Regions from separate parts of the Mus musculus genome. Here region 2 is linked to region 1. A link is a contact called in public Hi-C data. All regions are on one chromosome and are shown on one strand. The core of a region is the stretch at or near the end of the contact, and the rest is flanking DNA. Distances in the headings are between cores, read along the strand shown.

Region 1 (3,613 bases), core at 225-2,724:
CTAAGGGATTGTATCCTTTTCACACCCTGTCTGACTTGAGCATAACTCATCAGCAAACTCAGAAACTATTTTCTTTTTCCTCGGATCCAGCGGAAGTTAGGGACTGCCTAAGCTTAGAACTTTCTTTAGATTTGTGTTAGAACAAGTTTTCTTGCTGTCATCTAGAGACCAGCTCAGTACACATTCTCTGTCCCTTTCCACATAGACTCTAGCCTGCCTGCCATCTTAACATCCTTCTCAGTCTCTTCCCTCCACAGTCTGCCTTAAAGAATTCCCATCATTGCAGAGTCTTTCTTCTCCTATAGCTAAAGCCAAAGCTGATATTTTTGTTTCTGTTTTCCTCCTTTAAATCTCATTTTATCCACTTGGAAAACATAACAGTTACTATTTTGGGAGGACTAGAATTGCTTTCAGTTTGGAGTTTTTTAATTCATTCTAAAATGCATATGCACAGATAGACAGGCAGATAGTTTGAGAGAGAGAGAGAGAGGGAGAGAGAGAGGGGTATTATGGATCAGACCAAGAACTTTATAAGAAAATCATTTCCTGGCATCATCTTGGTTCACAATATGATTTACTTTGGACTGGACAGTAAATTGGAACATAATAACCATATCTGACATCTCCCCAGAGAGACTCAAGTGCCCTAAAATAATACTATATTATTTTTCTGTTATTGTGAAAAAGCACCTTGACCTAAGTTGACCTGCATAAGCATCTATTTTGCTTATGTTTCCAGAGGGAGAGTCCATAATGCAGAGGAAGCATGGCAATGGACAGCTACGGCAGCAAGATCATAATTTCAACCACAGGCAGAAAGCAGAGAGTACCAACTAGAACTGGGGCAAAGCTATAAACTCTCAAAGCCTTCTTTGAGTGATGTGCATCCCGTAACACCTGGGAGGTGTGTCAGCTCCCTAAACAGTGCCATCCACTAGGTAACAATTACTCAAATACACAGGCTTATTGGGGATGTTCCTCACTCAAATCACCACAAATGCATCCCCCTTTTCTACTTCTTTGATGATTAGCCAAAGAGTTCTCACAGAGAACACCGGCAAGCAGATCTACTTTGTATCTCTTGTTCTCATGTGTGGTTAACCATGAGTATGGATTCTCAAGTGTCTCTCCTGGATTAATTTACAAGCTTTCTTACTGAGCCTATATTGCTGTACAATGAGAACTGCTTTCTACATTAGGCTGGGTCAGGTTCAACTTTTGAAAATAGCTAGATAATAAAAATTCGGAGTTTTCGATTATGATACTTACAAGTAACTCTCTCTTTCCCCCCTCTCCTTCCTTTGTACACTCCAATTTGTAGTATAGAAAAATGTGCCTTGTAGGTATGGGGAATGTGGTGATGGAAGACTGTGAGGAGCAGGCTTACAGGAAATGTGACTGCTACCCCCTGCCACTCATTCCTCACATTCAAACCAAAGTCACCACTTTCCACTGCCAGCTTGTGTTCACCTCCCCATCCTCCATGTGAAGTCGCCATCTGACCTGGCTATGGAGGAGATGCCACTTCTCTGCAGGAGATCTACCACAGGAGCTAAAAATAAGGGCTGCTATATTTCTGTAGACACTGCTAACCCAATTAGAGCAAAAAAAAAAAAAATTAAAGGAAATTACAGCCTCATTAACTAGAAGCAGGAAAACTCTAATAAGGCAAACTAAATCAGTTACACAAAAATCAAAATAATTTGAAACCACTTATCACTGAAATGGAAGCAGAAGCTGAATTGCAGTCTTTACACGAACCAGTAAATCATAGAAGTCCAAGATTTCCATACAACAAGAGGTAACTCAAGCCATCCTTCATGGAAATCCAAAATTAACTGGAAAGAGATTTCTAGAAATTGCCACCTTTATATATATATCCTTCTTAATGGCATTTGTTTAAAATGTGATCGGGCTCTAGAACCATTTTAAGTCTTTGACATTGACAAAAGGTATGTATTTCTTGAAATATTTTATCAGAGAGATGTGATTGATTGATTGGTGTCAGAATTTGATTTATCCTCAATTGCAGGGGCCAGGCTATTAAGTGTGTATCACTCAGCGGTAACCACCTTGCATCTCATTATCTTATAATTTGCATTATTAAAATTCCCTTCTCTGAAGAGATCCATATTCCTTTTAGATTTATCTTATTTTTAGTTGGTAAATAATTTTGTGTATATGTGGGATATGATGTCATCTCTGAATATGTGTATACATTGGAGAATTATCAGGTCATGGCTACAAAGCTGCTGTTAGAGATTCAAAATAATTTTTTTTTTGCTTTTTTTGGTTTGCACATTTGTTTGTTTGATTTGTTTCATTTCATCGCCAAGTAGAAGCAAAATGTACTTCTTTGAAGAAATTTGTCTTGGAATAACTTAGAGGAGTTTTTACCTGTCTGTAACAGACTATAACACACACACACACACACACACACACACACACATACACACACACACACATTCAAATATGGATTCAGAAACAATATTTTGTGTTGTAGTGAATACGTAGGAAACTGCACACACAGAGTACAAGATGGTTTCATAAGTCAGGTAGATATGAAAGACACTGAAATGCCCCTGTGGGGTTGCAGTTTGCTTTGGACCATGACAAAGTCATTTCTCACCACTTCTGTTATCTTACTCATAAAATACAAGAGTTCACACATTTAGACCCATGTGACAAGAATTCTGCACTGATTTGGGGAAGATGGCCAGTGAGGTAGAGACTACTTTCCCAAGGCATATTTCCAATTTGCCAGACAAAGTAACCTTTTTAAAATCATCTGACTCACACATTGCTTAACAACTGGCTTATATCACCTGGATTTTACTGTGTGTTGCTAAAGCTATCTAACCATAACCGGTTTCAAATTTTTCCTCACTTCTTGTAAAACATGATTTTTTAGTACAAGTTAGGGTTTCAAACACTTCCATATAACAGTTTTATTAATGCAAATATACATGCATGCATTTAAGAAAGAGTCTTTATCAAACAGAAGACTTAAAATTAAATGAACGATCATTCGCTGTTACTTAAACAAGAGAAAGAATTTCCATACAGCCAGGAAACATTCATGTCACTTGTATGCAGACCTGGTTGAGCCACTGTGCTAATGCTTAGAATAATGTCACCGAGATTCCTGATCTGTCTGTCCTTCCTGGTTACCAGTCACTTTTGTTGAAATGTCAATGTGAAGAAACCAATGCTGGATCAGCTAATCACTGATTTGGGAGTTGTGAGAATTTCTGGAAACACTTAGACTTGAAAATCTCTGGTCATTTTCCTTTGGCCAGCTTGACATTCTCCAGGGTGCTATAATGAACTATTCATTGGAGTTTCCCATCTCCAGGCTTCCCAATGTGTCTTTCAGTTTATCTCAAGCATGCTAAAAATCAAGACACGGGAAAATTTAAAAACCAATGCAACTATGGAGCTCAAAAATACTGATTTAGGGAAAAAAACAACAGCAGCCTCACAGATGAAATCTGAATGGCATGGCTTAGTTTAGATTGTCTGGGCTTTTCCTGGGTTTTCTACAAAGATCATAGAACTCATCAAAAAAAAAAAAACAAAAAACAAAAACAAAAAACAAACAAACTGGCATTTC
Region 2 (3,754 bases), core at 818-3,317, 860 kb after region 1:
CCAATTACCCATATAATTAACTCTTTACATATGGAGATGTAAGTATGAAGAAAGAATGTTGGGAGCCGCCCCCACATTCGCCGTCACAAGATGGCGCTGACATCCTGTGTTCTAAGTGGTAAACAAATAATCTGCGCATGTGCCAAGGGTATTTTACGACTACTTGTACTCTGCCTTTCCCGTGAACGTCAGCTCGGCCATGGGCTGCAGCCAATCAGGGAGTGATGCATCCTAAGCGAAGGATAACTCCTCCTTAAAGGGGACGGGGTTTCCGCCATTCTCTCTCTCGCTGGCATCTCTCTGGCTCTGCGCCCCTGCGCTCTCTCGCTGCCAAAAGATGTAAACAATAGAGCGCGCTCTGCGCTTTGGCGCGCCGGAGCTCTGGCTCCTAAAGATGTAAATAGAAGGGGCTTTCGCTTTTGGGGCTGGGGGTTTTGCGCTCCTAGCTCCTGAAGATGTAAGCAATAAAGTTTTGCCGCAGAAGATTCTGGTCTGTTGTGTTCTTCCTGGCCGGGCGTGAGAACGCTATTAAGAAAAGAAAATCTGGAAGATGGAGCATAAAGAGGCTTTCCCCTCTCTCGTTTTATTTTTTTTCATTTTGCATACTTCTCACTGCTCCTCCTCCTGGTCACCCCATCCAATAATTCTTCCCCCTCCCCCTGTATTCTGAGAGGGTGGAAGGCCCCTGGGTATCTCCTACGCTGGCTCATCAAGTCTCTGAACTTTACTCTGCAGAGGATGATGATCTTACTGCCTCCTTCTGAGAGGAGCTACCTGCTGGCCACCAATATGCCACTTGCCCGGTGTCCTTCTATTTTGAGCTTCTCTCTGTGTATGAATTGCTGTTTAGCTGTCCAAGCTTCAGCTGCTATCTAACATAACCCAGGACATTTGTTCTTTTTTTTTTTTTTTCTCATGAATCTCTGGTGAATCAAAAGGCTCAGGGTATAGCAGAAGTAAAAAGAAAGATTATCAATCAGTCTTGCAAACTCCATACATTGATGTCAAAATTTTATAGACACATTAACTAAGACCCAGAACAGCAAATATGCCACATAATTTTTCACAGAAAATTATTATGTGCACACAAAAAGGTATAAACTAGGGTGCCCACACAGTGAAAAATCCTAAACTCGTTTTAGTTTTATCTTTGATTGAAATGTGTATGTAATTCAAAATTTAAGTTAAATTATGCACATAGTCTAGGAAAAAATCAGGACCAAGACAGAGAAGTGATGGCCTCACAGAAAGAGAGACAGTGTCAGCACAAGATGGACATCTTCTCTCTTCTTCTGCATTACCTATAGGGATGTACAAGCAACATGAGAAGCTCTTTATTCAACATACCTATGATATAAAAATGACTGTTACCTAAAAGTAGATGGGGGCTGGTTAGGTGGCTCAGCAGGTAAAGGCACTGGTTACTGAGTTTGATGACCTGAGTCCCTTCCCAAGGACCCACATGGTAGAAGGAAATAACCAACTCCTGAAAGTTACTCCTGACCACATGCACATGGATCATGTACCCCAAAATACACATAAACTGGTATGCACACACACACACACACACACACACACACACTGGGCTTTTAAACTGGTTTTCAAGTAGTCATCAATGAGGAAGATTCATCTTCCCTGTGGTTACTCTCAATGCCTATGGAATATGAACACATAGCAGATTCATATCTGAGGCTTCACAAAGAGTCTTTTTACCCCCTCCAACTTTTCTCTAGATCCTACAAAAGACACTATCCTTCTTCCTCTGTTCTCATTTCTTCCTAAAAGTTGTCACCCTGTGCTTTGCCTCAGGTATGTGCCAATGTATTTACATGTTTGTGTGTGTATGTGTATGTGTGTCTATGCATGTGCATGCGCGCGCGCACACACACACACACACACACACACACACACACACACACACACACACACATTCATTTGTAGCTCATCTGCTGGTGTCCAAGAAAAGCTTGAATTTTTTTTTTCTTCTTGCCTCTCAGCTTGGAGCCTTTGTACAAGAAATTCTGACAGTGAACACTGCCTACCACTAGAGAGCAGCCCAGGCCAACGATTTCCTGGGCAAAAAACCCTCTGTCTAACAAGTTATTTTCAAAAGGTTCAGGTTCTCTTAGTCTTCTCATGTCTTTCTCTGGGCAAGACACTCCTAGTTCCCTTCGCAAGGAATACTCTCTGTACCTGTTCTGATGTCATGGGAAGCTGAATACCATGCCAATTCCACTAGAAATGTCATTGTCAAAAACATTCATTGTTGAGGTCTCCCTGCTTTTAAGCATTGACGTGTGTCAATTATGAAAAAAAAAAAAATGGAAGTGGGGAGAAGGTTGTGTTTAAGAAAAGAACCACTTGATTTCATGGGGAAATAGAGCAAGATCTTCACGGATTCTTCCCAAGCTTTTTCTATTGAGAACAAAGGGAGCCAGGCAAAGCCAGGCAAACCTAAGCAGGGTCCTATCCATGCCTTTGGACGTGGCTTATTCCTATGGAAACTGATTTATTTTTCTTACATTTGTGAAGAGAGTAATTGTGTCCCATCCGGACTGATTGTTAAGCTTCAATAGGCCAGTGTCTTCATTCCTTAATTTACTTTAATGAACACAGAAAATAACTATTGCTGATTGTCATGTCATTGTACAGGAAGAACTCTCCTGTCTACTGTGCAGGGAGATGAAGGTGCAGAGAGAGCTTTTGGAAACTGATGTAGGAGAGTCTCCTTCAATCTAGATGCAATTTAAGGTGACAGTTAGTGCTGTCTCTGTCTCTTGCCTCAGGGGTAACCTCAGGCAAATGACTCAAATTTACCCTCAACCTTGGTTTCTTCTCTTTTTTTGCAAGATGCAAGTCCTAACTGTTCTCATCAGACAGGACCTAGGATTAAATGTAACAACATGTGGAAAGTGTTTAATAAAGATTGACTGTCGCTGCTCAAAGAGCCCACCACATTCCAAGATCCCTGCTGACTTCTCCTTGCCTTATTCATCTTGCCGTTTTATTTCCATTTATCCAATTTCAATTTTAATTTTGTTAAATATTCATTATACATGTGTTATGTTCCAGGTATAATAGAATGCAGCACCTCAAGAGGCTAGTGTAGCTTACCAAAGAGAAAAGCTGTCAGAACGAATACAAAGAGAACATGTTTCACATTTCCCTTTAAAGGTAACACACAAGGCAGACTGTGTTTATGGTCAGAATTGTTTTCGGGAATATCTTGGAGATATATATCATATGTGGTTTTAACTCTTTTTATCCAGTATTGTTTGAGGCCTAACTTGATTTTTTTCACAGTCATTTTTAATGTTACATCATGAATACCCTGTGTGAACACCTAGTGATATGGACCACACCCAAGCTGTGATGGAGAATCCTTTACTTGATTTACATAGTTTTCTGAAATGTTCAGATTTCTTGCTGTTGCTACTTGAAGAGTATAGAAAACACAATGGTCCCTCTGCCAAGAAGTTTGCATTGGAGGGGTTCAAATGATTAACCGAGTCATGTGACTTTCATGTTTCGCTGTAATTGGATGTTCAATGTGCATGCGGTTGGAGCACAGAGAGGTAAAATAATTATTTGTAATGGGCATTGATGGGAGGAGCCATAGATGAAAGTGTTGAACTCAAATGATGACTGGGATTTTAATCAACATTGAGTATGTGGAAGAAAAAGAGGTCTACACAGCTGACATGAGAGCATAGTTAAGTACAGTGAGAAAGAAGAAGAAAGATATAAATTAACT

What was found. Hi-C and Micro-C count contacts between places; a contact is called where the count stands out from the background.
Region 2: a contact with region 1 is called in a Hi-C map of cerebellum, with 4 times the contacts expected there. The contact joins two enhancer-like sites. A contact is called at or near these places in 2 of 484 Hi-C or Micro-C datasets (both in cerebellum).

The regions. Positions count from the first base shown.
Region 1 is chr12:89,701,652-89,705,264 of GRCm38.p6, forward strand. The region is part of intron 14 of Nrxn3 (neurexin III); the gene reads left to right. Among named protein-coding and RNA genes, the nearest start is that of Gm40538, 710 kb to the right of the region's middle. Within about 2 kb of position 1,475, at least 2 of the 459 cell types and tissues checked have an H3K27ac peak or open chromatin away from gene starts, as enhancers often do. A contact at or near this core is called in cerebellum, where this site is marked.
Region 2 is chr12:90,564,479-90,568,232 of GRCm38.p6, forward strand. No RefSeq gene overlaps it. Among named protein-coding and RNA genes, the nearest start is that of Gm40538, 160 kb to the left of the region's middle. Within about 2 kb of position 2,068, at least 5 of the 459 cell types and tissues checked have an H3K27ac peak or open chromatin away from gene starts, as enhancers often do. A contact at or near this core is called in cerebellum, where this site is marked.